3 separate regions of the Mus musculus genome follow, and all the other regions are linked to region 1. Evidence: chromatin contacts called from public Hi-C and HiChIP or PLAC-seq data. All regions are on one chromosome and are shown on one strand. The core of a region is the stretch at or near the end of the contact, and the rest is flanking DNA. Distances in the headings are between cores, read along the strand shown. Region 1 has its middle 110 kb from the start of Gm5129. Region 2 has its middle 20 kb from the start of Il6. Region 3 has its middle 39 kb from the start of Il6.

Evidence for each region. Hi-C and Micro-C count contacts between places; a contact is called where the count stands out from the background. HiChIP or PLAC-seq counts read pairs in DNA pulled down with a chosen protein or histone mark.
Region 2: a contact with region 1 is called in an H3K27ac HiChIP or PLAC-seq map of microglia, with 5 times the contacts expected there. The contact joins two enhancer-like sites. A contact is called at or near these places in 3 of 39 promoter capture datasets (embryonic stem cells, liver and maxillary cranial neural crest), 1 of 15 datasets of contacts at CTCF or cohesin (the NIH/3T3 cell line), 7 of 484 Hi-C or Micro-C datasets (ECoMG myeloid progenitors, LSK cells, embryonic stem cells and 4 more) and 6 of 115 datasets of contacts at active chromatin or transcription factors (the 230-238 cell line, CD8 T cells, the HPC-7 cell line and 3 more).
Region 3: a Hi-C map of the HPC-7 cell line shows a contact between it and region 1, with 3 times the contacts expected there. The contact joins two enhancer-like sites. A contact is called at or near these places in 4 of 484 Hi-C or Micro-C datasets (the HPC-7 cell line, bone marrow-derived macrophages, embryonic stem cells and 1 more) and 4 of 115 datasets of contacts at active chromatin or transcription factors (the 230-238 cell line, the HPC-7 cell line and large pre-B cells).

The regions. Positions count from the first base shown.
Region 1 is chr5:29,840,208-29,845,087 of GRCm38.p6, reverse strand. No RefSeq gene overlaps it. Among named protein-coding and RNA genes, the nearest start is that of Gm5129, 110 kb to the right of the region's middle. Within about 2 kb of position 2,212, at least 72 of the 459 cell types and tissues checked have an H3K27ac peak or open chromatin away from gene starts, as enhancers often do. A contact at or near this core is called in the HPC-7 cell line and microglia, where this site is marked.
Region 2 is chr5:29,991,152-29,996,031 of GRCm38.p6, reverse strand. No RefSeq gene overlaps it. Among named protein-coding and RNA genes, the nearest start is that of Il6, 20 kb to the left of the region's middle. Within about 2 kb of position 2,246, at least 6 of the 459 cell types and tissues checked have an H3K27ac peak or open chromatin away from gene starts, as enhancers often do. A contact at or near this core is called in microglia, where this site is marked.
Region 3 is chr5:29,971,705-29,976,584 of GRCm38.p6, reverse strand. No RefSeq gene overlaps it. Among named protein-coding and RNA genes, the nearest start is that of Il6, 39 kb to the left of the region's middle. Within about 2 kb of position 2,809, at least 18 of the 459 cell types and tissues checked have an H3K27ac peak or open chromatin away from gene starts, as enhancers often do. A contact at or near this core is called in the HPC-7 cell line, where this site is marked.

The DNA.
Region 1 (4,880 bases), core at 963-3,462:
TAATTTGGCTTAGTCCAGAAAACATTCAGTAGTTTGTACTTTATCATCCCTGACCCTCTATGACATCTATGCTGTAGTCATTTTTTAAAACCCATTATAATTAATATAATTATCACACATTTTTAACTGATTGACCCCTCAACACACACACCCCACTATGATTGATACCTTTATAGCAGGCAAGTAATGAGAGAGATAGATGGAGACAAGAAATAACCGAACCCTTGCCTTTCCACAGTCTATACCCTCCACCACCACAGCTTTCAGAGCTCTCTAGTGGGGCATCCTTTTAAAAATTTTCTTCCAAAATATTTTCTGAGAAATAAAAGCAGAAATTGTCCTGTATGCTCACAAAATCCACTTCCTCTACTGTGTTACATGCAGAGTATTTTCTGAATGGAAATGATAGTATATGCCTCTACAGCAAGATGACTCTCCACACATTTGTCTATGCAACAAACTCTGCCTAAGTAAATTCCTACCTGGTGTGTACAATCCACAGTCTGTGGGTTGCATGTACCCCAGGATAGCTAAGTCATCGGCCCAACACAAAGTTCACAACCTTAAAGTGTAAGGATTTTCCTCCGCTTTGAAGGGTAGGGTTGAAACAGGGTTTCTTTTTCTAACTTTCCCTTTTTCTTTTCTTTTCTTTTTTAATTTATTTATTTCATGTATGAGTGCTCTATCTGTATGTACACTGTGTGCCAGAAGAGGACATCAGATCAGTTGAACTCAAGACCTCTGAAAGAGCAGATGGTGGGTGCTCTTGACTGCTGAGCCATCTCTTCAGCCCTGAGACAGGGCTTCTTTGTGTAGCCCTGATTGCCCTGGAACTCACTCTGTAGACCAGGCCTTAAACTCAGAGATCCACCTGCCTCCCAAGTGCTGGAACTAAAAGTGTGTATCACCATTGTCTGGAATTTTTTCACTTTTTTTTTTTTGATAATTGATTGTTTTCAAATGTGAACTTTGTAGATGACAATAGCATATTGCAATGTCACAGGCTAAACCCACTAATGAGACACTGAGAATAAAAAGGCAATGTGTTTAATATTGGTTATGAATATAAAGTGCTAATAATGATGGTTGACAATTTGCTGGGCCTTTCACTATTCCATATACTGTATTTATCAGCTGTCAACTTCACCACAGGATTATGATCTATGTATAATCTTCACTTACTAGAGGAGGAACATGAGGTTCAGAGACAGTAAGAAGCTTGTGATGGAGCCAAGAATCAAATTCAAGCAGTTTGAAAACTAGGCATCAACGTGAGAAACAGAAACAACCAGAAAAGTACATTCAAAATGCAGTTCAGTGATTGAAAATTGAGGGCAGTCTATGACTGTGAGTCAAGAGGGTCATGACCACATGTGCCAGTATCTAGGACTCAGGGGGGTTGTCTTGTCTTCTCAGTGGGTATGTAGTTCTTGGCTTACAGGTTATCAGTATTGGTCTGGAGTGGTCAACTGGGTATTTGAGAGGCAGAGATGACTTTGAATGTCTGGAAAGGGTCAGCAGGATAGAGAAGTGTAATACTGGTGGGAATCCTGGGATGGTTATGTCTCATGAGGATTTAAATTCGTGGGTTTTGTGTAGTGTTCATTCATTCATTTGATAAAAATCTGAAATGTACCCACTCTCTTCCTAAAAACTTCCCTAGACTTTTGGGATACTTAATGACTACAACAGAAAAAATATTCTTGTAATATTGGAGGTTGTGTTCTTGAGAGTGAGACAAGTAATAAAATGAGCATAATAAATAAATATATTACATATTAAGTCAGACTGTAATCTCAGCATTCAGGAGGTGGAGGCAGGAGAGTTTTGAGCTCTAGGCCAGTCTGGGTGACATACATGATTCTGTCTCAAGAACAACAGTAACAAAAAACAAGTGAGAAGATTATAAGCAGTATAAAAAAGACATCAGGCAATAGCCGAAGGAGGTCAGACTAGCCAGGGCTGAAATCCTAAGGCAGGAGATGCCTGGTTTGTCAGCTGATACACAGAAAGCAGAGGGAAGGTCAGAAAGGATGCCTGAATGACGCATGGAAGGCTGCTTTGGAATGGATCCCAGAAGAATCAGGTTTAGTTGGGTCATGGTGTAGAAATGAAACACAGAGAAACCAGAGTCTTGAGTTCTGTGCAGACACTGACAGGAAACAGGAAATCATCTGAAGACTTCAGCCACTGGGTCTGCAAGCTTAGGCCACAATGGGCTGAGTGGGTGGACAGAGCAAAGCACTGAGTGTGGGTTCTGGAGAGCTGAGCCTGTGGGTGGAGAGGGAGCTGATAAGAACTCCAGGCCCATCGTCACCCAACAGTCACAACATGTCTCATTATTTTGCTTCTTCATGAGTTAATAAACAGAAGGCCTATTATATTGGTAAAACCAGACAAAGCCTGAGAATGGGGAGTCTGGGAATGGATAGTAGAGCACTGGGGAGACAGCACCAGCTGTTGAGTCAGACTGTCTGGAGTTCAACACTATGCCTGACCAATTTTTCTTTGAGGTCCTCCCTCACTTGCCTGGAATCCAGACATTTTCTTCAAAGAGTACATGGTGGTATGCAGCTGTGAGGATCCCTGATGAGCTGTGGACCAGAATCAGCTGATTCTGTAATGGGCCAGTTCCAGATACTTCAGTCTGGAATCCACATGCTGGAAGGTTATTATTGTGTTTGTTGTATCAAGAAATGTAAGAAATATAGTCTAAATGAGTTTCATGTTGAGGTGGAAGGGAATAGTTACTGCTACAGAAGATGGTGGTGACTGTATCACAATTCAAGCAACTATTTACAAATCATTACACTTTTCCCCTCAAGCTGGGAAGTAGATTCAGTTAGGCTCCACTGAGGCTCCAACCACTGGAGGAGTTTGTGCTGTGTAATCCAGAGAGAGAGAGAGAGAGAGAGAGAGAGAGAGAGAGAGAGAGAGAGAATTAGTTGAGATCATTGCAGTGAGAGATTAAAATTCCCTCAAAGACATTCTCCAACAGTGAAAACTGAGGTGACTCTACTCTCAGCACTGAGATGTGGAAGGCCACTTCAGGGAGAAGCACATTTAGGAAGAACTTCCACAGTCTCTAGATTCTCTTCTTAATAGTTACAAGTGAACTCTCCCCCCTTGTCCATGCCCCAGGAAAAACAGAGTCAGCTGTAGTCAGTCCCACTTGATTCAGGGCCTACTGTGTCCCTTCAGGCCTAGAACATCCCACTACCCCTAGCTACAGTGTCCCACTCCATCCCAGCTCCCTGGCTCTCTCCTTCTGTCACTAAAGCCAACCCTTGTCCAGAGGGAGTTGGGGAGGAATCTGGGGCTCAGCTTCCTCCACTATGTAAACCCTGCCTCAACCAGAGCCGCCACTGAGGAAACGGGAAGGGCATTGTCTTCCCTTCCCAAGACCCAGGTTTTAGCACTGAGTGGAGATTCCCCAGAGACAACGTCTTAGTGTGATGACATCCAGCCCCAAGTTCAGGCCTTGAAAGGAGATCGTTAGTAATGAGTAAGCACAACTGGGCAGGAAAACCAGGGAGTGGGGAGAACAAGGGGATTGTTGGTTTAAAATTCCTAATTGGCCTCATCCTGAGCAGTTCTGCTGCTTGTAAGACAATCTTTGCCCCAACTGGTAGAGTATGGGGGGAGAGGCTGTGGCACCTATCTGTAGCTGACTCACCCCACCTCAGGTGCTTTAAAAGACATTCCCTGAAGTCCTCCACCCAAAACTTCTTCTAAGACCCAGAAAACAAAAGCTACCCTTCACACTGTTGGGACTTTGGATGGATCCTTACATACCCAGATCTGCTATCAAGTCCACAAATATCCATTAGGTTTAAGTAGGATGAAGGCACAAGTCATAAGATGCAACATAGCAGGGAGGTGGGGTGAAAAAGGCTAGAGATTTAGTGCAAAAGACAAAACAGCATATAAACAACAAACAGAATGCACTCTGGGAGATACACTGGGGAATACAAAGAGTCTACGAGTGGATGCCAGGGCCCAACACATGAACCATGTGAAAAAAGGGTAAGCCAACCTCCTAAGCTCTACTGTAAGGGGAAACACAAAGCAGAACCTCAGAAACCACTTGGGAAGTACACTGGGTCCAAACCTGAAACAATAAGTCCGCCGAGACTGTGGGTAAGCTCAGTGGGCAAAATGCCTGCATAGCTTATAGAAAATCCTGGGTTTGATCCTCAGCACCATACTATAAGATCTAGTGGCTCACACCTTTAATTCCAACACTCTCAAATTATAAACAGGAGAATCCAGAACTCAAGGTCTTCCTTAGCTTCATAGAGAATTAAAGACCAAATGCCTTTGGCCAAATGCCTTTAGCCCCAACACGTGGGAGGCAGAGCAAATGGAGCTCTATGAGTTCAAGGCCAGACTGGTCTAAAGAACTAGTTCTAGGACAGGACAGCTGGGACTACACAGAGAAACCCTATCTCAAACAAGAGTATCTCTCAACAGCCATCTAATTGGACTTATAGCCAGCTGGACTGGAGAGAATTGATGCCTGGTACTAGCCAGCTACTTGTGGCTGGGGAGGCTGTAGTCCCTAGAGGAGAACCTACTACTGTTACTTTCCTAAATCAATATTGTTTCTGGCTTCATCTTGAATACTGATGCTTATACTGACAAGACAAGTGCACCTGTTGCTCCTCATCAGAGAAGCTTCTATTATCAGCACAGACACTACTACAGAAATCCACAAATGGTCAAACACAGAGGATAAGGGGCAAAGGAGTGGCCAGCCCCAAATGATATATATCAACAATGCAACCTATACATGAGGAGTACTGCAGAAGAAGAGTTGAAAGACTATAAGAGCAAGAAGTCCAGGACACCCTGCTGCTAGATAATGCCTTCTAGCTAGA
Region 2 (4,880 bases), core at 997-3,496, 150 kb before region 1:
GCACCAACTACTCTTCCAAAGGTACTGAATTCAAATCCCAGTAACCACATGGTGGCTCACAACCACCCATAATGAGATCTGATGCCCTCTTCTGGTGAGTTTGAAGACAGCTACAGTGAACTTATAATAATAAATAAATCTTTGGGCAGGAGCAAGTGGGGTTGGCCAGAGCAAGCAGAGGTCCTAAATTCAATTCCCAACAATCACCTAAAGGCTCACAACCATCTGTACAACTACAGTGTGTACTCATATACATAAAATAAATAAATCTTTTAAAAAAAAGAAAGACAGCACTGCCTATGAAATGCTCATACTGTGCCTAGAAGTAGACCACACAGTGCTGAATTGGCACCACATTAGCCTCAGGTTCCAGAAGAACTTCATAAGCACACCACCCTCCCGACCCTCTCATTATTTGTACCACCCTTTAGCTTTACACTTTCTGTGCTGCTATTTTTTTATTGGGAGAAATTTGGACAATACAACAATGCAATAATTTTATTTTATAATAATAATAATGATGATAATAATTTCTAAAATGTAAAGACACTTGTAAACAAAAATTAGCTGCAGCAAAAATCCAGTTAAAAATAGTTCACATGTGGAAGAATCTGATTCATTCCATATACAGTTATCAAACCCAGACACTTTGTGGATGCTAAGTACATGCTGAAAGGAGCCTGATATGACTGTCTCCCAAAAGGCCCGGTCAGAGCCTTACAAATACAGAGGTGGATGCTCACAGCCAATCATTGGACTGAGCACCAGGTCCCCAATAGAGGAGTTAAAGAAAGGACTGAAGGAGTTGAAGGGGTTTGTAACCCCATAGGAAGAACAACAATATCAACCAACCAGAACCCCCAGAACTCCCAGGGACCAAGTCATCAACAAAGGAGTACACATGGCTCCAGCTGCATATGTAGCAGACGATGGCCTTGTCAGGCATCAATGGGAGGAGAGGTCCTATAAAGGCTCTATAGATGCCCCAGTTTAGGGGAATCAAGGGAAGGGAGGTGGGAGTTGGTGGGTGTGTGGAGGAACACCCTCATAGAAGCAGGGGGAGGGAGGATGTGATAGGCTGTTTCCAGGAAGGAGGGAAAACAGGAAAGGGGATAACATTTGAAATGTAAATAAAGAAAATACCCAATTAAAAAAAAAGAATAGAATAAAGATACAAGTGTCTTTTGACCAGGAAAAAAAAAACCCTCAAAGCCCTTCCCTTTAATAATTGTTTCTGATATATGCTATGCAAAAATTAATCTGATGTTGTGTTTTTAATCAACAAAATAGAAGAAAGCATTGGTTTTTAACAGCAGACCATTTTCATTTGTGTAGAAATAAAATAAATGGGAAGTGAGACCACTTGAGATGCCTGTTTAGGTGTTTTCACAGGGTTGGGGAGATGGCTCGATGGGTTTGAGGCACTCACTACCCAGCAAACCCACATGGTGGAGGAGAGCAATGACCTCAGCAAGTTGTCCTATGACTCTCTCTCTCTCTCCTCCTTCTCTCTCTCTCTCTTTCTCTCCCTCCCCTCCCTCTCTCATTCCCTCCCTCCCTCTCTCACTCCCTCCCCCTTCTCTCTCTCTCTAAGTAAATGCAAAAAAATGTAATGTTTCAACATTTCCTACTTAAAAGTGCTAATGTTTCTCTACCTCATATAGAGTAATCTCCAGTAACAAACCTCACCCCAAAGGTAAGCTAAGAGTTCTAGAAATGTTACAAAGTAGATTTTCCCATGTCCCACCTCTTTATCTTTCCAAACAGGTTAGATCTCTCTTTTGTCAGTTCACCTTCCCCAGTTGCTTCTAGTTTTTAGGGTCCAGTTACAGGTACTCCCAGAGTGCCTCCTTGTATGTATGCTTATTAGCCAATAACTGACCCACTCACCTGTGTAAATACTCCATTAAGAGCAGATAACAGGTCTGATTTTGCATACTGTTGTTGGCTTATAGTCTAGCATACTGCCTGGCAAATGGCAGCTCCTCAGTAAAAATTAACGACTGAGTGAAATGTGTCTTGGGCTCTGTAGAGCTCCCTAACCCACCTTACCTTGCCCAGCACACTGCATCAGTTTTTCACACATGTACAAGGATCTGCGCTCAGACTGATGATGTATATTTTATGTTCTCTTTAATATAAGGTAACTTCCACCTTCTATCTTGTCCATTCTCCTGGACATTTCTAATCTGAGCATCTCAGATAGGAAATAGCAGAGATCTCATGACTCTAAGGAAGGGAAGGGCTTTACTCACTTCCTCTCTCTCTTTTACTGAGCTTCTGGGGAAATCCTCTGACCATAAAGACCAGGGCCAGATTCTGATTGGAGACTACAGACCCCCATAGTTTTCATTGAGTCTTGACTCCTGAATAACTCAAAGAAACTGAAAGCCTCTAGCCATTTATAGTCCATTGGATCTGTGAGGATAGTAGTAGTAGATTGGTGGTCTTGGGGACCTTAACTCACATTTCACACTATTATACATTAGGGATTAAAAGTTTTTAAGTTACAACCTATGTTACACAGAGTCTGGGATAAGTAATTGGCTGGGGTCTGTGGTACAGAGTAGTTTGGCAAGTGTGCTTTAGATAATCGAGTCACACAAACTATTGTCCAAAGGCTGAGACTGACTGAGGGCTCTGAGGTCTTCCCTGGGGCAGCTGGGAGTATCCCCAAGAACCACTGTGACAGTAGGAACTATCCAAGGTGTGCAGTGCTCTTCCTTGTGTAGTGAATGCTAAACGTGCTCTGATTGCTGTGGAAGGTATGTGGCACCCTGCTTTAGTTTAGGGTAAGAAGTAATATGACAGCGCTTCTTTTTCTCCAAAGAATGGGCACACTAGAATCTGCCATCTGCTTACTAAGATAACCTATGACTTGTTCCATGGAAGAAGGAAACAAGAAGTTGAACCTAGTCAGTTTAGGTGTATAGATCATTACACTCATTTCCCTGCCACAGATGTTTGAAAAAGAATGAAGGTCTCACAGGACCAGATTTTAAAAAGGCTTGGCTGTGTAGGATGCAAATCAGATAGCTGCTTGCTATGGATTTTAAAGGGGACAATTTCTTCTGAGATACAATAACATACTCTCAAATCAGCATTAGTCAAGGGGGAGCTTTTACTGATGGATTGCCTTTCAAAATCATTGAGTTTCTATCTTTGCTATGAGAATTTGTTGAAAAAATAAAAATAAAATGCTTCCCCTAGTATAAACTTTATTTTATATGTATTTATCTTCTATGGATGTCTCACAACATATAATTATTTGCAAGCTGTAAATTTTTGTTTGTACTTACTTATCTATTTTCACTTTATTTTATTGAAAAGTTCTCATTCTGCAGTCCAGGATGACCTTGAATTCAGTTTCACAATCCTCTTGCCTCCATTTACCAGGAATGAGATTACAGGTGTGCACTACCACTCCTGACTTGTTCGTTTGTTTGTTTTCAGAAAATAGAATCTGCCTTTCTCACTAGACTAAAGCTCCATGGGGGCAAGAAACTGTAGTTTGATGCCTTCTGTAGCCACCTGATCAGGAACCATCTCTGGTCTAGGGTGGGGTCTCAGTTGGCAATTACAAGTATCAGATCACTCTCCATACAGCTTAGAAAGCAATTGGCATTTTTATCCTCATTTTCTAAGTGAGGAAGTTAGGGTTCAGAGAGGGTGAGTTAATTTGGCAGTCAGTAGGAGAACTAGAAGTTGAACCTAGTCAGTTTGGGTAGATTCATCATATTCTTATTTCCTTGCTACAAATATTTGAAAAAGAAAGAAGGCTTCACCAGACCAGATTTGAAGAAGCTTTGGCTGTGTGGGATGTGAATCAGACATGCATTCAGGATTTCAGTGATCCTGGGAGTCCTATTATAAGCTAGAGGGGAAGGTGTGAGGTAAGGAGGGGCACAGGAAGATGTGGTGAGCCTGATTATACCAACATCAGAGCCAAGGTCTTGCCTGCTCCCTTTCTTAGTGCTTCTCTTCTTTTGAATTAATAGTTAAGTTGTAGGTTGTTTCTCTATGCAGAAGCAGAGTGGCTTAAGTAAAAGAAGTAATTTTATTTATTTTTGTTTGTTTTTTGTTTGTTTGTTGTGATAATGACTATTTTGTTCACAGGGCTTCACTACATAGCCAAGCTGCTCTTGAGTTCATTACGTAGCAAAGACTGGCCTCAAATGTTTGATAGTTCTGCCTCAGCTTTGATTACTGGGCTTACAGGAGCACGTCACCATGCCCATCTTGAGACACGTATTTTATAGGATACAAAGTCGATTATAGAGTTCTGTCCTTTCCACACACGTCATATGACTGGTTGTAACTTGGTTATACCACTGGCAAACTAAAATCGGCGATAGTCTGGGTAAGGGGCACATGAACCTATGGTGTATTCTCTCTCTTAAATATGATTTCATACATGTACTTTCTGAGACGGAGTCTCATTCTGTTACCCCAGCTAATCTTGAGCTCCTTTGCTTGAATGACCCTCTCCCCTAACCCTCTCAAGTAACCACAACTTGTAGGTGTGTTGTAGGTGTGTTGTAGGTGTGTTGTAGGTGTGTTGTAGGTGTGTTGTAGGTGTGTTGTAGGTATGTTGTAGGTGTGTTGTAGGTGTGTGCTACTACACTGACTGAGGTCACTGCTTTACACTGGGTCGTTAATATTAGTCCTTCACAAACTATTCATTTTATGGATTTTTAAAAAGAAACCATCCACCACATAAGGGTCCAGTGGGAACTAGGAGAGCTCCCGCCTTCATCTTTTTTTCCACATCGCATGAAAGCCATCTATTCTCTTTCATGTAAATGGGAAAGTATATCCTGTGTTGTGAGTTGAATCTTCTTTTCTAAAAAAAAAAAAAAAGTTCTATTTAGGGGATTTCT
Region 3 (4,880 bases), core at 1,560-4,059, 130 kb before region 1:
GTTGAAGATTTTTGCTGTCCCTTTAAGTTGAAAATCTTCATTCTCATCTATGCCTATTATCCGTAGGTTTGGTCTTCTCATTGTGTCCTGGACTTCCTGGATGTTTTGAGTTAAGATCTGTTTGCATTTTGCATTTTCTTTGATTGTTGTGCCCATGTTCCCTATGGAATATTCTGCACCTGAGATTCTCTCTTCCATCTCTTGTATTCTGTTGCTGATGCTCGCATCTATGGTTCCTGATTTCTTTCCTAGGGCATCTATCTCTAGAGTTGTCTCACTTTGGGCTTTCTTTATTGTTTCTACTTCCCTTTTTAGGTCTTGGATGGTTTTGTTCAATCCCTTCACTGGTTTGGTTGTGTTTTCCTGTAATTCTTTAAGGGAATTTTGTGTTTCCTCTTTAATGACTTCTACCTGTTTAGCAGTGTTCTCCTGTATTTCTTTAAGTGAGTTATTAATGACCTTCTTAAAGTCCTCTACCAGCATCATGAGATATGATTTTAAATCTGAGTCTTGCTTTTCGGGTGTGTTGGGGTATCCAGGACTGGCTGAGGTGGGAGTGCTGGGTACTGATGATGGTGAGCCATCTTCGTTTCTGTTAGTAAGATTCTTACGTTTGCCTTTCGCCATCTAGTAATCTCTGGTGTTAGTTGTTATAGTTGTCTCCGGCTGGAGCTTGTTCCTCCTGTGATTGTGTTAGCCTGTCAGCAGTCCTGGGAGTCAAGCTCTCTCCTGAGTCTCAGTGGTCAGAGTACTCTGCAGACGAGGTCCACCAAGGTCTGGCGCTCAGATCTGCCTCCTGGATGAAGATATAAGTCTGGAAACAGGGACTGTCCCAGAAGATGTGTTGCCTCTGTAGTCTGCGCGCTCACCTGCACAGACTGATCTCCGAGGGACCAGGGACACCAGATGGCTCCCTCACCTGCTCAGGCAGTCAGAGCCCTCCCAGGTGGCCCCTTCTCCTCTGGTGGGGACGGTGCCCAGATGTCTGGATCCCTAAACGGGGTCTGTCCCAGAAGCTGTGTCGTCCCTTCTGTAGTCTGTACTCTCACGTGTGCAGACTGGTCTCTGAGGGACCCAGGACACAAGATCAAAACATGTGAATTTTTAGCCCTTTGATATTTCTTACCTTTTTCCCCAATTTCTTTGTCTAACATCATTCTGAGTTTTCATAATTTGTCTTTGCCTCAAAGCTTTAAAAGCACTGCATTGTCCGGTCCAGAGATTTAGCACACACATGCATAAATCTCTCCCTTTTCTTGCATCTATGTTCATCGGAAAATTGGTCCTTGTCTGGTTTTGCCTTGACGTAATACTCAAGGAATGAGTTTGGTATGTTCCTTTCATTCTAGTTGGTGAAGTAGCTGCAGGACTATTGGTATTAGTTCCTTAGAAGTATGGGGATCCACAGGAATTCTGTCCAGTTCTAGGTCTCCTGCTTGTCATTGCTTAAGTAGCACTGCTTATTATAAATTTGAATTGCTTATATCTTTTGGTTCCTATTCTGTTTGTTTTGTTTTGCTTTGGGGGTCAGGATCTGACTCTATAACTAGGAACTCACTATGTGGCTCAGGCTGATCTGAATTCACTGTGACCCTCTTGTTTCAGGCTCCCGGTTCCTAGGATTACACACATAAGCTCCCATGCCCAGCTCATATTTCTCTATATAATGCCCATGTTTATATTTTTAAATTACAAATTATTTACCCCTTCCTGGATTCTTTCTTTTGTTCCTGAGAGCTTGTGCTGAGGACCACCAGCTGCTTTAGAGGCAGATTTGCACAGTAGGTGTGCATATATCATTAGGGATAAGTAAATATATATTTGGAAAAACAAAGTGTTTTTCTGCTATAGAAACAGTTAGCTATTCCTTACCAAAGTAGATTCCTTGCTTCCCAAGTTAGTTGTAAAGTATCTCTAATAATAATAATAATAATAATAATAATAATAATAATAAAATGTGTCCATGAGATGGAAGTTCACATAGAGAGGCAAAAGCTAAGAATCTAAGTTTTCTTCCACTATTTATAGAAATACAGACCAAAAGGTCCCAACTAATGGGACACACACGTCTTTACCACTGGGAGCTTCCCTCAGCCATTCCAGGTAGCAGTGAGGGTAGAGTGAAGGCACTATGGCCTTCTTCTGAAAACCTGAGTGTTAAATTCTTCTGAAGACAGAAGGTCCTTGCTTCACTTTCTTGAAATAATTTCCTCTTCTATCTTATTACAGACAGGAAAAGAGACCCAACCACTACACATAACTGATATCTTCCCAGGCTTCCTCAATGAGGAGGCCCCACCTGTGTGCTACAGTACTTTCTTCTACTCCTTTGAGTAACTTCAAAGCTTCTTCCTGATTTCTTTCTCCCTATGACACCAAACCCATTCTCCATTAATGTTGAAATTTATAGCTGAATAATCAATTATTCTAACATCATAGAAACTGAAAGTGATGGTCTTTTGTCATTGTTGAAATATTTCCTCTCCTATTTCCAACCTCTCAGCCTCCAGCTCTGGTCATTAGTATTTATAACATGAGTCAAGATTAATTAACAATGTAAATTCAATAAGATGTAGGAATGTTGGCATTGAATCAGGAAGTACAACTTTATTTTCTTTAATACTCCAAAGTAGAATAATCCATTCTAGTGCATTCTGTGAAGTTCTGCCAATCCAGCCACAGGAATTTTGATGCAAAATCTGATAGGGTTTCTGTAGACAAAAGGAGGAACCTCTCCATCTCTAACCCCACAAGATAATATGAGTGACCACTTGAAACTGAAGGAGCATGTGACACTGCATAAGAGCTTCATGTAGCTTACATGGCTGTTATCTCCAGACCTATGTTTGAAACAGAACTGATTATCTCTAGCAGGATAGCAACACCCTCTTCCTGTTCCTTCTTGCCTATGGCATCTGTGAGTCAGTACTGATCTGACAGTTATGAATGCCACCAGCTTCAAATCGATTCTCTGCATTTGCCATGTGTTTACAAGCCTTAATCAGGGCAATATAACCAGGTGATAAGTGTAGAACTTCATTCTTGTCCTCCCTTCCTGATCTCTTTCAAAACTCCTTTGGCACTTTTGCCAATCACCTAAGGAGGCCAAACTCCCACCAGAGAAGGCCTGAGTGAGCCATGTTGTCCCTTGTTACTGAAGAAATGGTCCCTCCTTTTTACACCCACCATCGTTTGTTATAATCTGACATTGAATTCTTAATTGTTCTTGGCTGGAGAGATTGCTCTGGATTTCTTGTTTCCTTTTCTTTAGAATGAATGCTAGCCTCCTTATCTACAAAACTTGTTCAGTAGAGAAAATTGGGAAAACACCAAAAAGCACAAAGGAGAACTCATTCATAAACTACTACTCTGAAGTCACCACTATTGCTGCACTGGCGTATCTGTTTGCAGCCCTCTGTCTATGCCTGTATCTGATCTTTCTAAATACGTTATATTCCAAAAGAGCTACACCGCTGTGCTCACTGCCTGCCCTACTCATTTTAAAATTTGGCAACGTGTTGTCATAGTTCCAGAATAATCCATGTCAGAGTATGCCCAATAGTTTTACACTGAGATCTACATATTGCATCAGCTCAATTTTATATTCACAAGTCATTTCTGCATTTTCCTTCATACGTAATGCTACACTGAACACAGCCACAGTTTTCTCTCATTTGACACTTCAGAGGGAAAGTCTAAAGGGGAACTGTGGCATTAAAGAACCCTTACCTTTTACAGCTTTTGGTAAGCTTTGCTGTTTGGCTACCTTGATCTTCCTGAAGGTGGTTCCAGTTTTTTCACTGCAGTGAAGAGAAGACCTCGTTTCCATCCCTGTTTCCGTTCCTGGGCACTCAGCATTATTAAATCTGTTAAATAATGGGTGAAAATGGTGTCTGCATTCATGCTTGTCTTGCAGCATGAGTGTAACTGTGTTTGCACATGTTTTAGAACTGAGCATGCTTTAGGCTCTAGGTTCTGGGTGTTCAATTTTGCTCTTCCTTTTCATCTTTCTTTGCTTTGCCATATGAAACCCAAGGTTACAATAATAAGGTCACCAGTCTGGAGTCAACTAACATGAACCCAAATCTCCTGCTTTCTCTTAAAACTGTGTGACTCCATTTGACTCTGGGTATGTTATTTAGCTTCCTTGTGCCTCCATTTTTTTCCTACTGTAAAACAAAAATCACTTTTGCAGTTTCTGTCATAATACAATGTATAATAAAGTCATTTCTGATTTTGGTATTATGTAAATATTCACTATATTCTTCTAGTATGGTACCTTTCTTCCTCCTCCTCCCTCTCTTCCTCCTCCTCTTCCTCCTCTTCCTCTTCTTCCTCTTCCTCTTCTTTCTCTGCCTTCTCCTCCTCTTCTTCTTCTTCTTAAAATTTTGATCCTTCAACTGACTTTGAACTGATTTTAGTGAAGTGAGGCAAAATGCCAGTATTCAAATGCCAAAACTATATCTTAAACTCCCAATATTATTGTTGATTAATTTCACATTTTCCTATTGATAGCGTTGTCACTTCATTATAGAATGACAAATGTGCACTTGTCAGCTTCTGGACTTTCTGAGCCATTCCTGTGCGGTCACAGAGTCTCCAGCACTAGTGCCAGTGTGTAGAGTACTGACTTTAAAATGGGTCTTGCTGCCTAGTGACTAAGAAGCCTCCTTCATTACTACTTTCTCTCATTGTTTTTTTCATCCATTATAGCTTATTATCTTCGGCATCATTTACTCAAATTTCAGAAAATATTTTAAAATTCTAATTGGAATTTGCCTGCAATATATGTTATTATGGATTTAGTTGACATATTTACAATGTTGACTTTTTCATACCATAAGTTTATGCCTATTTTAATTTATTTTGATTTTTAAAAT